Regions from separate parts of the Mus musculus genome. Here all the other regions are linked to region 1. A link is a contact called in public Hi-C, HiChIP or PLAC-seq and promoter capture Hi-C data. All regions are on one chromosome and are shown on one strand. Each heading gives the region's core, a stretch centred on a gene start, on an enhancer-like site or on the middle of the called end of the contact. The rest is flanking DNA. Distances are from core to core; before and after follow the strand shown. Region 1 holds the start of Trit1 (tRNA isopentenyltransferase 1). Region 2 holds the start of Col9a2 (collagen, type IX, alpha 2). Region 3 overlaps Zmpste24 (zinc metallopeptidase, STE24). Region 4 holds the start of Zmpste24 (zinc metallopeptidase, STE24). Region 5 overlaps Rlf (rearranged L-myc fusion sequence). Region 6 holds the start of Sf3a3 (splicing factor 3a, subunit 3).

Region 1 (3,541 bases), core at 271-2,770:
AAAGCACTTATGCCCCCGCCCCCATCCCAAGTGCTGACTGAACCCAGAGCCTCATGCTGACTAAGCAAATGCTCTACCACTAAACCTGCATCCTCAGACCCCTTAAACTGCCCAACTAGCTAGAGGTTAGCAGAAGGGGTATTTAAGCATCTTTACACGTTATTGAAAGATTCTCTGCCCTTAGGCTTTTGCTCTTACTTATTTAGGGAGGCAGATGGGATTGTACAATTATAATAACACAAACTGTTTAACAAATGGTGGTTGTTATGTGCCAGTGCATTTGAAGCAAGCACTTTCCAGACATTATTTCACCTTTTCCTTATGGCAATCCTTGGAAGAATGGAAAGATAAAATTGCTGAGGTTAAGAGGTGAAGTAAGGGTCTGAAGTGTGCTCAGCTCAGTGCTAGAGTGTATATTCAGCACCCAGGGGGGGCCTGGGTTCAGTCTTCAGACAAAGAGAAAAAAAAATGCTGCTAATGGAATTAATTCTGATGAGAATTAATCAGCTCTCAGCTGATAAGTCTGAGAGCTGGAATTTGAATCTAGGTTCATCGGGTTCCATAACCATTCTTTCTTAATTTTAAACTTCAGTGTGTGTGGTGTGTGTGTGTGTGTGTGTGTGTGTGTGTGTGTGTGTGTGTGTACAGAGGTCAGCATCAGCTCTCTCCTTCCACATGCGGATCCTGGAGATTGAACTCAGGTCATCAGATCTGGCTGCCAGCAACTTTACATGTTAAACCATCTCTCTGGATTCTTAAAGCCATTTCTCAAAGTGGTGTGTGGAATCTTGAAGTCTGGCCATCCTTGATTCTGATTTTTCTTTCCCTCACTTGTATCTGCTTTACCCTTTGATTTTCTTCTGCTTCCTCTTCTAATTTTTGGGTTGTCATTCACTTGCTTGTTCTTTTGCTTTTAAGCCTATCTCTTGACTGCTTTATGCCAACGCAGAGCTTTGTCCTGCTTTCTGATTGTGTCTAAATGAGTGTGGAATTCAAACATTAGAGCCATGCTCTTGACTGAGAATTGGACAGATCTGATTTTGAAGAATGACTGAGAATCGGACACTCTCTGAGCTTATTAAATCCAACGCTAAGGTAGGCAAGTCGTTTCTCTGTCCATTTAATCATTGGTGGGTGCCTGTGCTAGGCACAGGAGACTCAGCAATGAACTAGTCAGAATGTGCTTCTTGTCTTTGTGAAATTAACAGCCTGTGGTAGAACTCAGACAATAAACCAGAGGCCAGTTATACAGTTTTATTCTTGAATTAATGCTATGAGGAAAAAGAATTGGGTGCCTGGACGCAATGTAGACAGAAATATTTTAGATGGGCTGCCATCTCTCCTTTGAGAAAGCAAGTCGGTGGGCTAATCTCAGCTAGTCGAAGGCAGTTACGTCATGGGCCTCCTAAGCTTGGTACCTTTGTCCCACAGTTTCCTCCTTTCCACCCTCCCCGCGTTCTGAGCCGGAGATCCGCGCCGGCGCACTGACTGTTGCCATGGGGACAGCTGCTTCGGCGCATGCTCAGATGCCTTCAAGATGGCGGCTGCGGCTGCTGCACGAGCAGTTCCTGTGAGCTCTGGATTCCGAGGCCTGCGGCGAACACTGCCACTTGTAGTGATTCTCGGGGCTACTGGGACTGGCAAGTCCACCCTGGCTCTGCAGTTAGGCCAGCGGCTCGGCGGCGAGATCGTCAGCGCCGACTCCATGCAGGTATGGCAGCGTGCTTGGCCCGGGGGCCTGGGAACCCTGGAGGTCGCGTGCGGGCCTCTGGACTAGGGGACACCCTGTCGCGTGGCTGTAGTGGGTGAACCTCGAGGCGTATGGGGATCCAGATGAAAGGAACCCACACCTGCTAGGTACCCATTCCAATGGCAGACAGTGTCCATTGTGTCCTGTGATCGCTAAGTAACTTCTCAGGCCATTACTCTTTCGTAGATAGTACCAACAGTTTCATTTATGGATAAAAATGTTGGGGGCTGGGGAGGTGAAGTGACCTTGTGCGTGGCACATTGCAAATAAATGGAGGAGAGATAGTGGAACGTTTAAGGTTGACATCCGGTGAATTTCAGTAAGTTAATTATTCCCAAATTTTGCCATAATTCTAATTCTAGCCCAAGGTAAGTCAGATGCCACCTGTGAGTGTCTTCTTGGGCACTAGAGCAGTCAGAGGCAGCCACTGGCTTCGTGACTTCAGATCAACAGTGCCCTTTACTTGAATATTATATTTGTAAAGTGGAGGAAATGTCATTTGCCCCACAATCACAAGGCTAAAGTATTTAATAAGTGAGACATTGGAGTGTTACAGTGGAGAGAGGGAGGCCAGCTCGAAGGTCAGACATTGTGGTAAATATTGGCTGAACCTGAGGGCTTTTTTGTTTATTTGTTTTTGTTTTTTAATCCTTTTGTCCTCTTTGCGAGAGGACTTTCGGGGATGTAGGAGCATTTGAGCTAGAGAGTAGGTGACATTTTGGGTGAATGTGAGAAGAATTACAACAGCTGTTAGGCATGTTCAAAGGTGTCGAACATATACAACCAGTCGCAGAACTCATGGTTAGTAACCTAAAATTAGTAATTAATTCTTTGCCCCACTTTACCTCATAAGGCTCCTGACATTGTTTCTACCCTCATAATTTATTTTTCCATGATAAGATCATCAGCTTATACTAAAAGGTAAGGTAATGTAACAAATAGTTGTTTGCAGCCTGCTTTGTGCCAGCTTAGGGAGATAAAGAGTTTAGCTTGAACTGAATCTCAGCCAGATTTTTTTTCCCCCAACTTTTTGCTACATGAACAAAGATACCTTTGTTCCTTTGCTAAAATAGGAAGAATATAAAAAACAACCTTGTGATCATTAAATGAAATATATGTGAAGCACTTATTACAAGTGTTTAAAAAATATGTTAACAGTGAAAACTATGGTGACTGTGTGTGTGTGTGTATATGTACATTAGACCAAACTCCTTATATTGGGGAATGTTAGTCTGGCTAAACATAGAGTAAGACAGAGCTAATAAGTGAACAGAGCTACTTATAGAGCATTTTCAGGTGGGCGGGTTCAGAAGATCAGAAGAGACTACAAGTGCTGGATTTCGTGATAGACTATTAAATTTGGTAGAATTCTTGAGAAGGGAGAAATCAATGAATGTCATGGAAAGTCTCTAAAGAAGTGCCTAGGCTGGGGAGACCCTGACCCTGACCTCTCTGGCCTCTACATACATGTCTGTATGTACACACACACACACAAATACAAATTGAAAAACAAATAGGTCAGTATGAATTATAAAAGAAGAGCTTAAAATTGGGCAAAGTGTCATACGCTGTGATCTTCACTCTTTTTGGAAGCTGAGGCAAGAGGACAACCTTGGGTGTCACTACTTAGGTGCAGCTCACCATTTTGTCTGTTTCTGAGAATCCCAATCTGTTTTGAGAAGGACAGAATCTGCTTCTCCCAGCACCGACCTCCCACATTCCCATCTACTGAGTCCGAGTAGCACTGCCTGCGTGAGGGTGGCCACAACCCGTCACTCCCCTCCCCCAGCA
Region 2 (3,541 bases), core at 775-3,274, 2.0 Mb before region 1:
GGAGTGAGAGGCCCAGGGTTCGGGGGAGATATAAAAACAAGGGAGATATATAAACAAGGGAGATATAAAAACAAGGGAGATATAAAAACAAGGGAGATATAAACAAGGGAGATGTAAAAACAAGGGAGATATATAAACAAGGGAGATATAAAGAAAGAAGAAACAGGACTGAATAAACGTGTGCAGAAGGATCCTGCTGTGGCGTCGTTCTTGCTGGCGAGTTGGGGGCGCGCTCAACAGAGTTAGAAATGGTTATAGGCTGATATGTGGGTACTTGGTCCTCTGCAAGTGCAGCTGGTGCTCTTAACCACTGAGCCATCTCCCCGGCTTCATAACATACTTAAGAAAAGGAAATGTGGAGGGTGATTTTTACACGTGTTTATGTGTTTTGTGTATGTGCATGTGCTTATATGTTCACTGCATGTTTGCTGTTGCCCATGGAAGCCAGAAGAGAGCATTGGATTCTATGGAACAGGAGGTACAGGTAGTTGGGAGCCATCTGATGTGGGATGCAAATCCCCAAATTCTACAAAAGTAAGGAGTGCTTTTATCTGTGGAGCCATCTGTCCAGGCCTCCTCCTTGGCCAGGTCACTTGATTTGCTTGTGGTCAAGTTTCCATACTGGAGGCCAGTTGGATACCAAGAGCAAATGATACTGAGGGTCACAGCGCACTGCTGTCACATTAAGCAGCTGCCACCATCAGCTCCTTCAATCTTCAAGCAAATTCTTTAAGATAGGGACCATGTTGTTCCCAGTTACAGAGGAGGAAACTAAGACTTCATTTATGTCATGGAGGTGTCTGTGGTCATAACTGTGGTTAGTGGCTGCATGAGATCCACTGCCCTTAGCCAGTGAGTGGAAGAGAAGGAGAGGAGAAAGGGGCTCTGGACCGAGGTGACCAGACAGGTGGGTTTGGGGTGTTACTGAATAAAGTGGTGGCTGTTTCCATGAACTTGGGAGGTCAGTTGAAAGGGGGTGAGGGAGAAGTCTCTCCCAGTCCAGGAGACAGCAGCATGCAGGTGCCGCTGAGGAGAAAGACAATCGTGTCACTTGGCTGACAGTGGACCTCACACATGCAGGTGGTTCCACACGGTTAGATAGCCCAGGTCCATTTTAGTTTGTGTGACTATGCATTGTGGTGTTTGATAGTCTAAGGGACACTTTTCATAGAACATGTACTCCTCCTTAATATGTAATTGTAGGGATCTGGAGAGATGGCTCCCTGCTGAAGAGCTCGTGCTCTTCTTGCAAAAACCCAGGTTGTTGCCAGCACCCACGTAGGAGCTTACACCTTTCTACAACTCCAGTTCCAAGGATGTCTGGTCCCCCATGGGACAGGGTCATACCTGAGGGCAAAACACTCATTCGCATAGATAAAAACTTGTCTTCAAAGGATATAACTGTACAAGGTCACATGGGGTGGATGCCTGGTGGATGCTTGGGAGAGAAGACGTGAAGGACTGGCATTGCCAAGGGCAGATCCAAATGCTAACAGGATGCCTCAAGGATGGAAGATGTTCGGATCGCACTGGTCGATGGAAGCAGGGAGGCGAGAGGAAAGGGAAATTTAGAGGCCACAGACAACTCTAATGGAATTGATGGTGGAGGGGGAGAGAAGAGGCAGATGGGGAATTCCCGAGGTGGCAGATTCAAGAAAGATGTTGGTGTGTTTTAATATGGCAGGGACCTGATTGTTTGTGGAGAGGACTGAGCCAATTTAGAAAAGATGGAGTTGGTGGAGTCCTGGCCAGGTCTCCAGAACCTGAGATGGTTGAGGCTCTGGAGGATAAAGGACCCAGACAAGCTTGCCCGGGGAAAGGATGGGGCTGAGGGCCAGGAGGAAGGCTTTGATCTTGGAGGCAAGGAGGAAAGGGACTTCGAATGGACTTCTGCTCTTCACACAGAAAGTAGTCCCGTACCCCGAGATGCCCCCGGGACTTCCCAGCTGGGGCGTCTGGTCAAACTCAGAATGCAGACCCAGGGTGGGCACAGAAGATCCGCCCCTGACCGGGCGGAGCTGGACAGTTCCTCCCCACAGTGCTCTCAGGTGACAGGCCTGCAGGTCCCCGCCCCGGCCCGTCTAGCTGCGTTTTCGGGAGATCCAGTCCGAGGCTCCGAAAGCAGCCCCCGCCATCGGTGCTTGGACCCCCGCTCCAGAACCCGCTGTTCGCCATGACCGCCGTGCCCGCGCCCCGCAGCCTGTTCGTTCTCCTCCAGGTGCTGTGGCTCGCCCTGGCTCAGATCGTAAGTCCTGTCACTTCTCTGTCTCCGCCGTCCCTGGTGCAGAGCCTGGGTTTAGGATCCTGGAGTCTTTAGGACCTGTTCTAGTCTGTCCCTAGCCTGAGGGGCAGCTGAGGACAGAGCCGCTGGGGTGATGCATACCCGGCAAACCGCTCGCGGTGAAGGGAGATTGACTAGTCCGGGAACCAGAGGGACCTTGCCTCGGGATGCTTGGCCTTGCCTGGGACAGGCAGCGTCGAGCAGGAGATGGCGCGGGGGCCTGGCAGTGGAGAGAGCCCAGGTGGTGCGGAGACAATGGTGGCTATTCAGTCGACAGCGGAGCCTCCGCCCCCGGAGTCTCCTAAGGGACCCAGGCTCCAGCCAGACTTCCCTGTCGCCCCAATATGTCCGTTTCCTGACTGTGGGCTTCTGCCTCACTTCGCAGGGACAGCTGGGCCCTAGGAAAGAGATGCCCGGTTTAGGACCAAATGGGGATGCTGGGCCCGCTCACCAAGCAGTGCTAGTGTAGGGGTACAGTTCGCCTGTGAGGCGCCAGCCTGGCACATCTTAACCTGGGGAGGGCACCTGGCGCCAGCATCTGGCACGCGTGGACTTCCTGAGTCGGGGCTGGTTCGCTACCTTAGGGAGGATTGGGTGGGAAGAGTCCCAGCTTTCCTTCTTCTCTGAGGTCTCTTTACCTGCACCAGGGACGAGGGAGAGGTGCCAGTTCACCGCTATACCTGTTGTTGGTTAGAAAACAGCAATAGTTCGAACGGCCATCGTTGGCTAGGTGCCATCTTGCACATCATCTGTGATTTGAGCAAATGATGTCTTCATCTATTTCCTATCGTGACAGTGCAAAGACCGTGTGACCCAGGGGAAGAAGCCAGCCAACCTAGGGTGTAATCACGGTTTCAGCATTCACTTGCAGTGATCACGAGCCTTGAGTCTTTTTGTGTTTCCTCACCCTCTGCTTGTCACCCCTAATAGTACCCCCCCCCGAGTTCTGAGTAGTTCATAAAGTAACAGAGCATAATGGCACACAGTGCCTGACACACAGTAGCTGCTCAACAAACTCCCCATGAAGCACCATCTCCTTGGGGAGATGCTGCCCTAGTCACCTTTGCTCTCGGGGTCTCCAGCAGCCCCTGGGAGCCCAGTTCTGCGTACTGTCTGAGGGCTGCACTCTTGTGTATTTTCAGAGAGGTCCACCAGGGGAGCCGGGTCCTCCAGGGCCACCAGGGCCACCAGGAGTGCCTGGTTCAGATGGCATCGACGTGAGTATCTAACTTCAGACTTGAGAGGAAGCAGGGCTATCCA
Region 3 (3,541 bases), core at 579-3,078, 1.9 Mb before region 1:
AGAACAATTGTAATTCTTGATTCTTTGTGGGATGAGGTTATTCTTTTGAATTTAATTTGGCAATAATTATATAATCTTTTTTTTTCTACCTGCTACTCCAAGAGTATCAATAAAAGACTGGGGCAAGGAAAAGGTGAGAGAGCATGTGAAGAGCACTGAAGAGTGTGTGAAGAACATGTGAAGAGCATGTGAAGAGCAAGTGGAGAGTGAGTGAGGTGAGAGTGAGGTGTGCATGAGGTGAATGTGAAAAGTGAGTGAAGGGAATGTGGAGAGTGTATGGAGATTGTGTGTGTGTGTGAAAGGAGAGTGCATGTGGTGTGTGTGTGTGTGTATGTATGTGAGATGTGTGTGAAGAGTGTGTGTGTGTGTGTGTGTGTGTGTGAGTGAAAGGGTGTGTAGGAGTGTGGGAGTTCAAGAAAAGAAAAACATACAGGACAAAAGCAGAGTGCGCAAGAGAATGCAGAGTGTGTGCAGCCTCAAGTTCTGAGAGAGAGAAGAGAGAGTAACTTTAAGCCTTGAAAAATTGCCTGTCAGTTTGTACCCAAAAAGTAGTCTGTGTCTGTTTATTATGTACCTTCCAGATATCCCTGCTTCCAGTTGAGAACTCTGACCCCGTGTTGAGGCTGGAAACACGTGAAGGCCACGGAACAATCTCAGGTGTTATCCTCAAAATGCCATCTACTTCCTTTGAGATTAGGCCTCTTATTGGCCTAGGCTACACTGGCTGGCCAGTGTGCTCCAAGGATCCTCTGGCCTCTACCTCCCCAGCACTGGGAATACCACTGAGTGCCACTACACAAGGCATTTTTATATGGATTCTGGAGATTAAACTCAGGTCCTCATGGAAGACAAGGTGCTTGTCAATGAGATTAAGTGATATAAGCCTTGAATAGAGGATTCTGCAGTGGTAACAATGTAACCTCCCCATCCATACTGGCTCCACTCTATGAGTCTGAGCCCATAACCACCCATCTAAAAGTCCATTTCTTAAGGTTGGCAAAGAGCTTTCTGGAGATGTTGTAGTTATCAATAAGAAATTCCTGCCGGGCAGTGGTGGTGCACGCCTTTAATCCCAGCACTTAGAAGGCAGAGGCAGGAGGATTTCTGAGTTCATTTCTGGGTTTGAGGCCAGCCTGGTCTACAGAGTGAGTTCCAGGACAGCCAGGGCTACACAAAGAAACCCTGTCTCGAAAAAAACCAACCCCCCCCCCCCCCAAAAACAAACCAAAAAAAAATTCCTCTGCTTAAATCGCTAGCTCTTGTAGAGCTATGACTAAGATGGTGTTTAAAGCTATTTCAATACTAGCACAGACATGAGAACTCTTAGTTCCTTATGAATCTACTCTTCTTCAAACTCTATTCCCTCTCAACAAGCTGCCATTTATGACTGTCCACATCAAATCCAGGCTGTTAGTTATCCTAATGTCTCTCCTCATTTCCCTGTATGTAAATCAGCAAATGGCAGCAACGTTCTTTGTTTTTCTTCATCAACTTTGAGCAAGTCTAAAACATAACAAAAGAAAACAACAACCACAACCACAACCCGACCTCATTTAGTCTAGACTGCCCAAATAGCCTTCTCACTGCTCTTAGTGCTTCTTTTCTGTTCTTGCCTTGCCCTATAATGCATCCCTATGCAGAAGCCCAGGACAGTCTCCTGGCTGTGTGTGGTGGCTCACACCTATAATCCCAACACGAGGGAATAAGGTCAAGAGTTCACGGTCAACCTCAATTGTAGAGTAATTCTGAGGTCAGGTTTGGCTACTCTTTACCCTGACTTACAGAGGCCTGTCAGACTGACGTACTTTTGCAGCTGCTCATTCTAGTGACAGCCATCTCTGTTCTTTCACTTTGCAATTGCTTCTCATTGGTAACAGTTTAGTTTGTAGTAGGCACCAGCAAACTATGGCTTCAAATCAAATGCAAGGTGCTGCTTGTTTGCATGTAGTCTTATTGGAACACAGCCAGGTTCCATGCTTATGCCCTGTCTGTGGCTGCTTCTGCCATATAGAACTGAATCTCTGAAGAATACTGTAGGCCACATAGCTCTCAACAGTGAATAGCTTGCTTTTTTACAGAGAACTACCATTCAGAGGACACACGGTTGAAAGGTAGAGGGAAGAAGTGATTCGTTTAAGATCCCATAGCTAGTAAGCTGCTGAGACAGAATCTTTTATATTTATTTTAAACTGAAATCCTGACACACACCCAACTGTTATCCTCTTAATTTGGCAGCCTCCGTGAAACTTAATCAGTCTTATGAAACTAACAGGTGGCTTAACTCCCCAAGGCAAACAGAAAAACAGTTTAATAATGTGAGGTGTCTGATGGTGCCACAGATTAGAGTCCCCCTGGGACACTGATGCTCTGCTAGGGGAAACAAAGCCAAGAACACTGGTTTTGTTTTGCAGCCTTTAAACTAGTGCTATATAGCTAATCATTCATTCAAGAGTCCAATTCAATTACCCAAAGGAGCCAGGCAGACAATAGGGTGAGTTTTGGTCTACTATACAGTACAGGATGAGATAGTAAAAAGGCTTTGAACAAAGATTAAGAACAATACTATATGGTTAATCAAACAGAGTTGCAGACAAAAACTGGATTTGGCATCAGGCTACCAGTTTCTATATGAAGAAATGCCATAAGTTCCTATAAATCTTTTTTTTCCCTGTATTTTTATTTCATTTCTAAAATTTTACATTACAGGCAATTGTGAGCCACTATGTAGATGTTATAAATCTAACTTGGCTCCTCTGGAAGAACACCCATGAGTCTTAACTGTTGAGTCATCTCTCCTGTGCAGATTCTATAAATCTTAAAAAGCCAACTGTAAAATCTGACCCTATTTTTTAAGTAACAAACATAAATAATAAAGACTGACTGACTTAAGAACAGAGTACTCAGACCACTCTCCTCACCTCCAGGTAGCCTTACCTTCAACAACATACACCTTAGTCAAAGGGAAGTCAATACTCTTTGCCATCACTTCAATTTCCTGCTTAAGCTTTCCCTCCGGTAGAGGTGTGAATTTGTCAAACAGAGGGGCAATATAGTCAGCATAAATGGTGACAAGAACCTGAAAAATAAGTAACAGGAAAGACTGTTCATTAATAACAACTTAATTATATAATATAATTATGTTCATCCAACAAACACCCAGGACATTATCTGTTTAGTAAATTAAATCAAAATAGCACTGTAATAACACTGTACACAAGTCAACTGGATTTTAGAAGATAATGCTACTAACAGTGACTAAGAACTCTGGGCCTAATCAGCAGCCTTTCTTGGGGATTTCTGGCACTGTAAGCCAATTATAACACACCCTTGTTCATGCTGGTGGAAATGGCACTTCTAGAGTATTTTCTCCGTCTCTGCCATATTACAGGTATTTAAAGACAAGTAGCTCATCTTCTGATCTCGATCCCACCAGTGAGAGATAAAGCAACAAACGCCACACAGTTCAGGTGGAAATAACCCTCATCACCAGTGGAGCTGAAGAATGGACAGATGGTATTTTCTAGGGTCTGTGAACGTTCCC
Region 4 (3,541 bases), core at 389-2,888, 1.9 Mb before region 1:
ACTCAATATCTCACCCTGCTGTTTTGATACTACACGTTATGTGTTTGCTTCAAGCAAGGGTACTTATGCAATTCTGAACTAATGAAGCTTTGAGTACCTAGCTACAGTAATTTTTAACACGTTGAACATACTAAAGGAAGAGACTGAGGTAGACATAACCCGACACTGACAGATTTTTAAAATTCAAACTTGTGCCGGGCTTGGTGGCACACGCCTTTAATCCCAGCACCCTGGAGGCAGAGGCAGGCGGATTTCTGAGTTCAAGGCCAGCCTGGTCTACAGAGTGAGTTCCAGGACAGCCAGGGCTATACAGAGAAACCCTGTCTCAAAAAACAAAAAACAAAAAAACCAAAAAAAAAAAAAAAATTTCAAACTTGCAATCCGGAGAGTCACGAAGGGCTGGGAAATGTAGTTCAGTGGGAGAGCACTTGCCTGGCAAAGAAACTCACATACAGTGTAAGTTAGAAGAAAACTGCAGACGAAAAGGACTGCAGAGCTCAAGAAATAGGTCCAGCAGTTAAAGGGGAAGGTTCTCAAGGACGACACAGACGAGTGTTGTCCAAACTTAGACACTGCAGAGCAGGCATAGACCTGCATAAGTTTGACGGCAGGGCTGTCCTTTCCTTTTATTAGACACCAACAGGCTTGGGACCCATTATAATGTTGCAGATAACTTGTTTTGTTGTTTCAAAGTCCATCTCACTAAAACGTTCACATTTCGAATTAAACTGTTAATTATGGCTATCTCCATGGAAAACTGTTAGCTTTTCTACTGCACTATTTAACGTTTTAAACAAAAAACCCAAAGAGAAATTTTAATGAAACACACACACATTGTGGCCCCAAACAACATTTGCTCTAATGAGGATTTTCAAACGGCGTGCGAGTCTTTGGAACGGTTGCAAAGTGAGGTTGAGCATGGTAACATCAATATCATGGGAAGTTATTATTCTACAAATTTAGCACCTCCACTTAGAAAGCCTATACCAACGAGGCTTGGTCAAGTCCCGGTCCAAAGATTCTTAAGACGCTGTAAAGCAGGCATAGACATGCTCAAGTTTGGCGGTAGGGCAGTTCTTCCCTTTCATTAGCCGCTTACAGGCTTGGGTCCCATTACAACGTTGCAAACAACTTCTGCCTTTCCAAAAACTCCTCAAAGCGGCAGTCACCATTAGGAAAAGTTAGGAAGCTCACCGGGGGTTACGGTTTGCTACATCCGGGCAAACACTAAGGGGCTTGGGTAGAGGCTCGGGCTGGCCTAAGGCTGTCCAGGGGCTCAGCCGGGGGAGACACGTCAATGCTCACCTGCCGCTGTGCTAGGAAGGTCTCCCAAAGATACACCGTCCAGGAAAAGAGCAACACCGCCCCGAAGATTCGCTTCTCCGCAGGGAAGTCCCACATAGCGTCCACCGATGCCCACATCCCCATCGTCACCCTATCTCACCCGCTCCTTTAGCGTGCACCGGTGCCTCAGCGACACGCGTCCCTCGGAGAGTGCCAGCGGTGTCACAACAATACGGGTCCCTTCCGAGGGCTTCTTCAGACGCCCATTCCCTCAGCTTTGCCAGAAGTGTCACAAAGACACGATTCCCTCCAGCCTTACTCTTCAAGGACCTACTTATTTCTGCTAGAATAAGACGCCCCACCTTCCTCACTTCCGCCTGAAGAATGAGCAGCGGTGCACCTGAAATATCCCTCCGGATTCTGTGTGCAGGGATCCAATTCAAAGGTTCCGGCCTTCTTCCTGGGAACGTCAGTGTGGTCGCCGCCTCTCCTTTGCTTTGGCGGGTTACCAGAGAGGGCAATGGACCCCGGTGCTTAACCGGACCGGATAAGCCGGGTCATAGAAATATTCCCTCTAGAAGTAGCTGGGAAGGATGAGAGAGGCTCTAAAACTTTTCCTTCCTTCTATTTAGTGCCGTTCAAAGGTTAGATGTGCATCTCCAGGATAACTAACCAAACGAGGCATTTGGGGTTGTTTGGCTTGTCTTCGAAAGTTCTGGTTTTGGGAATATTAGAGATGAAAATGACTCTAGTGATTAGGATTTTCATTTACACATTTCATCTCATCCTCCCCAAGTGAAGTCAGAAGAGGCATTTACCTGTGAGTCCTGGGACTGCATTTCTAACCTCAAACAGGCAGGCTTGGTAGCCACTGCCTTTAAGCCTAGCAAGACCTTGTTTCAGACACACACTACCACCACCACCACTACCACCACCACCACACATCACCACACACCATCACAGCTCAGTACCTTTGCCTTGGAATTCAACAATGAAATAGGGTCACTATGGCCCCTGTTACTACTTTGACTTTACTTGAAACGTGAAGCCAGAATTTTTCTGACCACAAAGTAAATGTTATTTAATTAATAGTTTCTATGAACTAATAGCACTTTGTATAAACATTATTTATAGTGAATTGCGAAATCTTTAGCTCCAATTAAAATATGTAGCTCCAATTTAAAATATGGTGAGATTGTGATGCTAAAGATGTTGAGATTAAGGTTTCAAATTTCTCAACCATGACTAAATTTATCTGCATGAGCGTAATCAGTAGAAGTTACTTGACAAAGTGAATTACTTCAATATAGGATCACAGATTCTTTGGCAACCAAAAGTTCTTTTGGGGGATTTTTTGCTTTCAGCAAAATTACTGATTGAACTGTTAGCTGAACTTTGAGTTTTGTTCATGGGCCTGGGAAATATTTTGTACTTGATTGGGTGTAAGGCAAATGGCATGAAAACAGGGATCACAGGCAAGTAGAGACATAGCTCTAACAAGTGCCATTTCCTCAGGTAGAAGGTCTTCAGAGAGGAGGCTTCGTCCCTGTCCTCCTTTTCCATGGCTGGTTGGATGTTTTGTACTGGCACCCATCATGGTGTTGTAGAGTCCTGTGGAAAAACACAAGCATAGCCTAGCCCTTGTGTCAACAAAGGGTGGATGCCACTGTGATGTTAGGGACTCTCTCCATTGTACCAATGGAAGAGTGGTATTCCTAGGTAGGTAAGCCCAATGTTTATAGGTAGGGCTTAATCCCTGATCAAAGGTGAGGAAGTTTAGGTGAAAATGGGCCTCTGCCAGGGCCAGGGGAAGGTCATGTTTGGATTCAGGGGAGGTAAACTGAGTCAGCAAGTCCTTTAGAGTCTGAGTGGACCTTTCTACTATCCTCTGACCTTGAGGGTTATAAGGAATCCTAAAAGTGTGGTTAATCTTCCATGAGGCATCAAACTCATTGAATTGTTGAGATGCATAGGGAGGGTCATTATCTGTCTTCAAAACCCAAGGCACTCCCATAACCAACATAGCAGATTCCATAGCCTTGATGGTGTGGGAAGCTTTTTCTCCCATTGAGGCCACAGCATATACAGTGAAGCAGCAAGTATCTACAGTAACATGTACATATCTAAGATTACAAAAAGAGGGATAGTGAGTCCAGTCCATCTGCCAAATAGCACTGGGGCATAACCCTCTTGGCTTGACACCTCCCCTATTGAGGGGCCCCAATGGTGCAAGTGGGGTGCAGGTGGCACAAGATCT
Region 5 (3,541 bases), core at 401-2,900, 1.8 Mb before region 1:
TAAGAGCATACATACTGCTCTTGTTTGTTTTGAGTCAGAGTCTCTTTGTTATGTAGCCCTGACTGTCAGGGAACATGTTCTGTCCAGGCAGGCCTCAAACTCACAGAGATCCATCCACCTGGCTTTGTTTCCTGAAGGCTGGGATTAAAGAGTGCACCACCCACCACCACACCAGGCTCTTATTGAGGACTCAAATTCATAATCCCAGCACCTGCTCCCTGCAGCTGACCTTGAGCAGTTAAAACCCCAGCACCCCTTTCCTGCCTCTCATGCATCAGCACTCTTATTTACATACCCATGCAGAGACCTACAAATTTACATAATTAAAACTAATCAAAATAGACAATGTTTAAAAAAAGAGTAAAAAGGGTTGGAGAGGTTGCTTTTCTAGATTAAGAGCACTGGCTGCTCTTCTGGAGGGCCCAGGTTCACGTCTCAGTACATATAAGTCATCTGAAACTCCAGTTCCAAGGGATCTGATGCCATCCATCTTCTGACCTGTACAGGTACCAACCACAGATTACATGCAAGCAAAACATTTTTACATACAGATAAATACAATTTTTAAGTTAAATCAATAAAACAAAGGTGCAAACAAAAACAAGGGTAGAGACTATAAATTATTTGGAGGATCCTAAAAGCCAGAACCCCAGAACAAAAATGACCTGTGCTGGGATTAGGAAGAAAGAAAAGAGTATATCCTTAATGGTTATCTTTACAAAAAAAATTTTTTTTTAAATTTTGAACCAGGCACGGAGGAATGTGAGTTTAATCTCAGCACTCGGGGAGGCAGAGACAGGTTGAGCTTTGACTTCAAGACCAGCCTGATGTACATACATAGTGTGTTCCACGATAGCCAGAGCTACATAGAAACCCTGTCTCAAAAATCCTGAGTGCGTGCTTAGACGTATGTATGTGTATTGTGTACATGCTCAGTCAGAAAAGGGATTCAGAGTCCCTGGAACTGGAGTTACATGTGGTTTCGAGTCACGGTGTGGGTGCTGGGAAATAAACCAAGGTCCTGTGCAAGAGCAGCAAGAACTCTTAACCAATGAGCCATCTCTCCAGGCCTCTACAGCATATTTTGAAAAAGTATTAGTCTTCCATTTTTTATTATAAAATTAATGTCTTGTGGCTTTCAAAGTATGCCATAATTTATTCTGACACTCCAGAACTCAGATCATAAATTAAGACAGTATTTTGTTGGACAGTGCTGATCTGAATAAAATTGGATTCTAGTTAAAAAAAGAAAAGCGCAGAAAATGTTCTATTGTCTATTATTTTTACTATACCTTTCCATGTTTGGTTTTATTTAGAAACATAGATGCCTAATGATGTGTTGCAAGTTGCCAACAGTATCTAGTATAGTAACTTGATGCACAAAATTCAGAGCCTAGCAGCAATAAGGTAGATACAATATATAGCTGAGATGTACAGTAGGCTCTTATGGCACCTAAGTTTAAGTATATCCAAGCATGCTAGGCCCACAGGCTACTCTCTCTCTCTGTGTGTGTGTGTGTGTGTGTGTGTGTGTGTGTGTGTATGAGGGGGGAGGAGGAGGAGGAGAGGGAGAGGAAGATTGGAGTAGAACCTAGAGCTTCAAGCATGTTAGGCCTTGCCTAGCAGCTGCCTGCTTACAATGAGGAAGTGGCTAGGTGAAACCGCAGCTCTTTCACCTTGTGTTGTTACTTGTAACCAACTCACACTTTCCACATTAGCTACAGCCAAAAAAAAAAAAAAAAAAAAAAGTGTCTCTAGCCAGTGTCAGGCTTCCCATTTAGGCACGAATGACTTTGAATTTCTGATCCACTTTCTAAAGACTGGGACTATAGAACTGTTTTATGAGCTACTGGGTAGGGGTCCAAACTCAGAGCTTCATATACAGTAGGTAAGCACTGTACAAACTGAGCCACATCCAACCCTTCAGCTGATTTAAAAGAGACACAGAGAGACTTCCTTGTCATTTCCATCCTCCGCTGATCTATATCCCCGACCTTTACTTCATTTTTTAAATAAGAAAGCAGAAGCTGGGTGTGGTAGTGCAAACCTTTGATCCCAGCACTCAGTAGGCAGAGGCAGGTGGATCTCTGTGAATTCGAGTCTAGCCTGGTCTACAAAGTAAGTCCAGGACAGCAAGAGATGGTTACACTGAGAAACCCCCTTGAAGAGCCAAAGGGGGGGGGGGGGACGGACAGATTTTACGCTTTAATCTGAACTAGTCACCTGCCTCCAATACCCATGTTTTATCACTATTCTGTATGTCTACTCAGAACTCACAAACCTACTATCGCTTTAATAAATATGCTTATTTCCAAACTCTGCCTTTACTTCCGACTCCACTACCTTTAGTGTCTGCAGCCTCTGCAGTGTGGTCATCATTTGGCCTACTTCCTCAGAGTTTACCACATCCACCTCCCATTCGAAAGTCACTGCTTCTGGGAAGTTTTCTGGCAATAGTGCTAAGTGACACCCACTACTTTGCAATCCTGTGGTCATGTCAGGGAAGTGGCTCAGTTTAGGTAGAACTGTCTCGCCTGCTCACTGTTCTGGGTTTGATCCTAGTACCAAAAGATGGCCATGGTTTGCAGACCTGTCATCCCAACCCTTGAGAGTCAGTGACAGATGAGAAGTTCAGTGTCATCCTCATCCAGCTACAGAAGAACCTGCACCCCCAAAGCAACAGCAACAGCAACAACGACCCAACTAAAACAACTACAAGTGTCAGTTGTTCATTACAAATGAACATCGTAGGGTAACTGGATTTTTTTTTAAAGATAAGTGTGTGCATTATTTTAAAATCTGCACATAACACAAGAAATCTTATTCTGATTTTAATTTCTCAACAAATGAAATACATAAAATTCTAAATCTAGCTAAGAGGTGGAGAGTTTAATCCCAGCGCTTGGTAGGTTGAAGCAGGCAGATCATTTGAGTTCAAGGCTGGTCTGGTCTACAGAGCAAGTCCCAGGATAGCCAGGGCCTCACAGAGAAATCCTATTTTGAAAATAAAGTTCTAAATCTGAGCAATGTGATTATATTGTAAAGGGCAAGCTTCCGCGGGAGTCAGCAATTGAATCTCATCCCTGAAACAGGGGTTAACATTTTAAAATGCAAAAGTAAGGAGATGGGAGGACTCCAAAGATGATGAGAACTAAGATTTAAACATCAGTTAGCAATGAGGACCGAGGGGGTTGACATTAATGAGTGAGAAGAAAACAGCTGGCTGCTTGAACTGAGGAAGTACCTAGAGGCAATCTGGGACCTGGGCTGCTTCTGTACTAACACAGCCGCTACACATTACTTCCAGCTGCTCTGAGCTCAGAAATCTGGCCTACTCACAGTCCATCGCTCTACATTTCTTCGTCCACCCTGATTACATTTCACTGGGTCCAGTCCACCATCCCATCTCCACAGACTATTTTAGATACTGATCCTGTCATAGGTCATAAATATACTTTCTAGCTTCATTTCATTTTTAATTTTAAAATGCTTCTTGCTTTTGCCATAACAGTAGTGTATCTTTAAATATGTGCTATTTTCC
Region 6 (3,541 bases), core at 678-3,177, 1.7 Mb after region 1:
AGCAAACGCTCCTCACTGCTGAGCCAGCTCTCCAGTCCCAACTAATGGGCCCTTGGGTTATATAGAGATTTTGTGAATTGTGAATAACAGGAACACAGGGTCGGTGTTTTCCCTTCTCTGCCTAGAGTAGGAATGGAGTAGAGTCCCTTTTCTTTTTTCTTTTCTTTTTTGTTTTTTGGTTTTTTGAGACAGGGTTTCTCTGTATATCCCTGGCTGTCCTGGAACTCACTGCTGGGATTAAAGGCGTGCACCACGACCACCTGGCCAGAGTCCCTTGTGTTGATGCTGAAACCCAGTGCCTTGGAGTGTGTGTGTGTGTGTGTGTGTGTGTGTAAGTGTATGTGTATGTATGTTTGTGTGAATGTGTGTGTATATATGTGTGTGTGTATATATGTATGTGTGTGTATGTGTGTATATGTGTGTGTGAATGTGTGTGTGAATATGTGTGTGTATATATGTATGTGTGTGTATGTGTGTGTATATATATATGTGTGTGTGTATATATGTGTATATGTATGTGTGCATGTGTGTGTATATATGTATGTGTGTGTATGTGTGTGTGAATGTGTGTGTATGTATTGTATGTGTATGTATATATGTATGTGTGTATGTGTATGTTTGTATGTGTTTTGTTTGTTTGTTGTTTTGAGATAGAGTCTTATCACATAGCTCAGGCTGAACTTGAACTTGTTCTCCTCTTGCCTCCATCTCCTAAGCGCTAGGATCACGGGTGTGAGCCACTTTGCATTGCGCCGATGCCTCTTTCCTGGTGCATGCACTGTCACACACTTGTAATCCCAGCTCTCTATACTGATTCACTCTCTGCCCCTACTCTGTTTGTTTGTTTGTTTGTTTGTTTATGTTTCGTTTGGTTTGGTTTCATGAGACTGGATCTCTATGCAGCCCTGGCTGTCCTGGAACTCACTATGTAGACCAAACTGGCCTAGAACTCACAAAGATCTGTTTGCCTCCACCTTCTGCCTCTTCTGCCTCTGCTTCTTCCTCTTCCTCCTCTTTTAAGGAAAGGCAGTCTAGATTTCATTTTCTAAGCCATACAGTGGCTAGGTGTGGTGGCTCATACCTGTAATTCCAGCAAGTGGTAGGCGAAAAGCAGAAAAATAAAGAATTACATGGAATTGGGGCTGGTGAGATGGCTCAGTGGGTAAGAGCACCCGACTGCTCTTCTGAAGGTCGGAAGTTCAAATCCCAGCAACCACATGGTGGCTCACAACCACCCGTAATGAGATCCGATGCCCTCTTCTGGTGTGTCTGAAGACAGCTACAGTGTACTTTACATATAATAAATAAATAAATCTTTTAAAAAAAAAAGAATTACAGAGAATCAGAAGTTAACCTGTGCTGAACAGCAAGCATATCATTGCTTGAGTGTACCACGTTTTTCTTAAAGACTCCTCTGCCAATAAACAAAGGTTGTGTTCAAATATGTATGAGTTTTATTAAGAACAAACCCACCACCATCTCCACTTTACTGACAAACACACTAAAGTCCAGACAAGGGGAAAACATCACCAGAGGTCACACACTGAAAACTACTGCTGCTTCCAGTTCCCCTTTCCGTTCTGTATCCTTCAACTTATCCGTTCCTGCTAGTGTGTCCCTGCCGGCCCAGCTTTCTGCAGCAAGCCCCGGGCAAGCCAGCTGTCTCTCAACCTCAGCCTACAGGATTCTTGCAGGCTTCTTAGAGACAGCCAGCTTTCAACGCGGAGGCAGCGCTCCTTCAGACCCCCAGCCAGCAGGGGGAAGCGTAGCCACGGTCGCGGATAGCACCCGCTTGCTCTCTTCGTGGTGTTCCTTTTTTCTTGAGTCCCCCAAGACACTTCCGGGACACGCGGAACTTTGGTGCAGCCGGATGCTGCGCGCTGAGACGCTGGCTGAAAGGCGGCAGGCGGTGTTTCCGGCAGTGTTAGTGGTCCGCCTTGAAACGCCGTGGCCAAGGGAAAATGGAGACAATTTTAGAGCAGCAACGGCGCTATCATGAGGAGAAGGAACGGCTTATGGATGTTATGGCCAAAGAGATGCTTACGAAGAAGTCCACGGTGAGTGAGCCGTGGTCCGGGCCGCATCAGGAGGCGGGCCTGGGTCCTTTGCCGAGCCCTCGCGCTGTATTTGGCCTCGGAGCTTCTCTGCGCCCCATCCTCACCCTCCTCCTAAGCTGGCTCGGCACTCTGGCCTCGTTAACGTCCTCCGAGGGCCCCTCAATCTTCCTGCTTCAGCCCCTGGGACCTAAACCAATAAGCGCATCACCCCTCGGGTGCTCTTTCCAACTGCTAAACTCAAAGTAACAACGTATGTGTTACCGTTTGCCTTTCTGCAGCTTCGGGACCAGATCAATTCCGATCACCGCACTCGGGCCATGCAAGATGTGAGTGCGCCGCCGTCCGCTTCCCCTGGGGTCGGGCTGGGCGGGAAAAGTGCAGGCTGGGAAGGTTGAGTGGCCCTGCGTGATTTCTACCCCTGAGTTCTTAGACAAGCCCCTCTAGGGTACCTAATCAGATGTCCTATCTCTGCCTCCCAAGTGCTGGGATTAAAAGTGTATGCAACCACCTCGGGATCAAGCTGTCTCTTAAAAGTGGTGGAACTTTGAAGACCATGTATCTCATGAGTTTTCCTTGGGTTTTGCCAAGACATCCTTTCTTGTTTACTTAGCCCTGTGGTACAAATTTGCTTCATTCTGATGGCTTTGCGCTTCTGTTTCAGAGGTACATGGAGGTCAGTGGGAACCTGAGGGATTTGTATGATGATAAGGACGGGTAAGTGACGGTCACATCCCTTCTAACAATTAGTGCTTTTGAGGAGCCCTGGTGAGACCATGGGCTGTGTGCTTTATGCTCTTCGGGTTTGTTGATATCTTGCAGACTGCGGAAGGAGGAGCTCAATGCTATCTCAGGACCCAACGAGTTCGCTGAATTCTATAACAGACTCAAGCAGATAAAGGAATTCCATCGGAAGCACCCAAATGAGGTAAGGCCTCCCAACTTAGTGTCCTTAGACCTGGCCGTTAACAAAAGGGAAAGATGCAAAGGAAATGGAGCTATGCCATGTAGATGTCACTCCAAGAAAGAACGTGCCACTTCACTGCATGTTAAGTGACATCCTCTTGGCATCCCTCTGCAGTAAGAGAACACGGTGAAGCACTAGGGCTGCTTCACAAGAATGTCTCCTACTCAATATACTGTGCACCTAGCTCTGCCCTGAAATCTACCAACACAGTGGTGCTCTGTTCACTTGCAGAGGTCGTTACCCCTTCAGGATTCATGTCCAATGCCAGCTTTTTCGTAAAATATCTCTTGGACTGCCTCCTCCAAAGGAGCCCTTCCTTAGCATGCTGTGTTTTGTGCCAATCAATGTCTGCCCGGCTATGCAGCAAGGGAAGTGGAGAACACTAAGTAGGCAGCTCTGTACACTCAAGGTCAAAGCCAAAGCAAGTCTTAGAAGCCCAGGCCTGTGTGTGCCTGAGACATCGCCAGGCCCACCTGAACTCTTCTCCTTCCCTCAGATCTGTGTGCCAATGTCAGTGGAA

The links. Promoter capture Hi-C pulls out the DNA fragments that hold promoters and counts their contacts. Hi-C and Micro-C count contacts between places; a contact is called where the count stands out from the background. HiChIP or PLAC-seq counts read pairs in DNA pulled down with a chosen protein or histone mark.
Region 2: a contact with region 1 is called in a promoter capture Hi-C map of second pharyngeal arch cranial neural crest. The contact joins the promoter of Col9a2 here to the promoter of Trit1 in region 1. A contact is called at or near these places in 8 of 39 promoter capture datasets (cranial neural crest, frontonasal cranial neural crest, hippocampal neurons and 5 more) and 5 of 115 datasets of contacts at active chromatin or transcription factors (astrocytes, embryonic stem cells, large pre-B cells and 1 more).
Region 3: a promoter capture Hi-C map of cranial neural crest shows a contact between it and region 1. The contact joins the enhancer-like site here to the promoter of Trit1 in region 1. A contact is called at or near these places in 7 of 39 promoter capture datasets (cranial neural crest, frontonasal cranial neural crest, hippocampal neurons and 4 more) and 3 of 115 datasets of contacts at active chromatin or transcription factors (embryonic stem cells and large pre-B cells).
Region 4: a promoter capture Hi-C map of stem cell-derived epiblast-like cells shows a contact between it and region 1, with 5 times the contacts expected there. The contact joins the promoter of Zmpste24 here to the promoter of Trit1 in region 1. A contact is called at or near these places in 9 of 39 promoter capture datasets (the C10 cell line, cranial neural crest, frontonasal cranial neural crest and 5 more) and 7 of 115 datasets of contacts at active chromatin or transcription factors (acute myeloid leukemia, astrocytes, embryonic forebrain and 2 more).
Region 5: a contact with region 1 is called in an H3K27ac HiChIP or PLAC-seq map of T-cell acute lymphoblastic leukemia, with 4 times the contacts expected there. The contact joins the enhancer-like site here to the promoter of Trit1 in region 1. A contact is called at or near these places in 7 of 39 promoter capture datasets (the 3T3-L1 cell line, the C10 cell line, cranial neural crest and 4 more), 6 of 115 datasets of contacts at active chromatin or transcription factors (T-cell acute lymphoblastic leukemia, embryonic stem cells, large pre-B cells and 3 more) and 1 of 9 other capture datasets (embryonic stem cells).
Region 6: a contact with region 1 is called in a Hi-C map of B cells, with 6 read pairs. The contact joins the promoter of Sf3a3 here to the promoter of Trit1 in region 1. A contact is called at or near these places in 2 of 39 promoter capture datasets (liver and pre-B cells) and 1 of 484 Hi-C or Micro-C datasets (B cells).

The regions. Positions count from the first base shown.
Region 1 is chr4:123,015,073-123,018,613 of GRCm38.p6, forward strand. Trit1 (tRNA isopentenyltransferase 1) reads left to right here and starts at 1,521. Exons shown (of 11, transcript NM_025873.3): 1 at 1,521-1,711. The coding sequence starts at 1,538.
Region 2 is chr4:121,037,542-121,041,082 of GRCm38.p6, forward strand. It overlaps Col9a2 (collagen, type IX, alpha 2), which reads left to right and starts at 2,025. Exons shown (of 32, transcript NM_007741.2): 1 at 2,025-2,245; 2 at 3,424-3,498. The coding sequence starts at 2,174.
Region 3 is chr4:121,078,238-121,081,778 of GRCm38.p6, forward strand. Zmpste24 (zinc metallopeptidase, STE24) reads right to left here. Exons shown (of 10, transcript NM_172700.3): 6 at 2,935-3,076. Among named protein-coding and RNA genes, the nearest start is that of Gm23540, 4.1 kb to the right of the region's middle. Within about 2 kb of position 1,829, at least 18 of the 459 cell types and tissues checked have an H3K27ac peak or open chromatin away from gene starts, as enhancers often do.
Region 4 is chr4:121,096,572-121,100,112 of GRCm38.p6, forward strand. It overlaps Zmpste24 (zinc metallopeptidase, STE24), which reads right to left and starts at 1,639. Exons shown (of 10, transcript NM_172700.3): 1 at 1,306-1,639. The coding sequence starts at 1,428.
Region 5 is chr4:121,194,766-121,198,306 of GRCm38.p6, forward strand. The region is part of intron 1 of Rlf (rearranged L-myc fusion sequence); the gene reads right to left. Among named protein-coding and RNA genes, the nearest start is that of Rlf, 19 kb to the right of the region's middle. Within about 2 kb of position 1,651, at least 115 of the 459 cell types and tissues checked have an H3K27ac peak or open chromatin away from gene starts, as enhancers often do. A contact at or near this core is called in T-cell acute lymphoblastic leukemia, where this site is marked.
Region 6 is chr4:124,712,934-124,716,474 of GRCm38.p6, forward strand. Sf3a3 (splicing factor 3a, subunit 3) reads left to right here and starts at 1,928. Exons shown (of 17, transcript NM_029157.3): 1 at 1,928-2,057; 2 at 2,336-2,383; 3 at 2,719-2,771; 4 at 2,877-2,982; 5 at 3,518-3,541. The coding sequence starts at 1,962.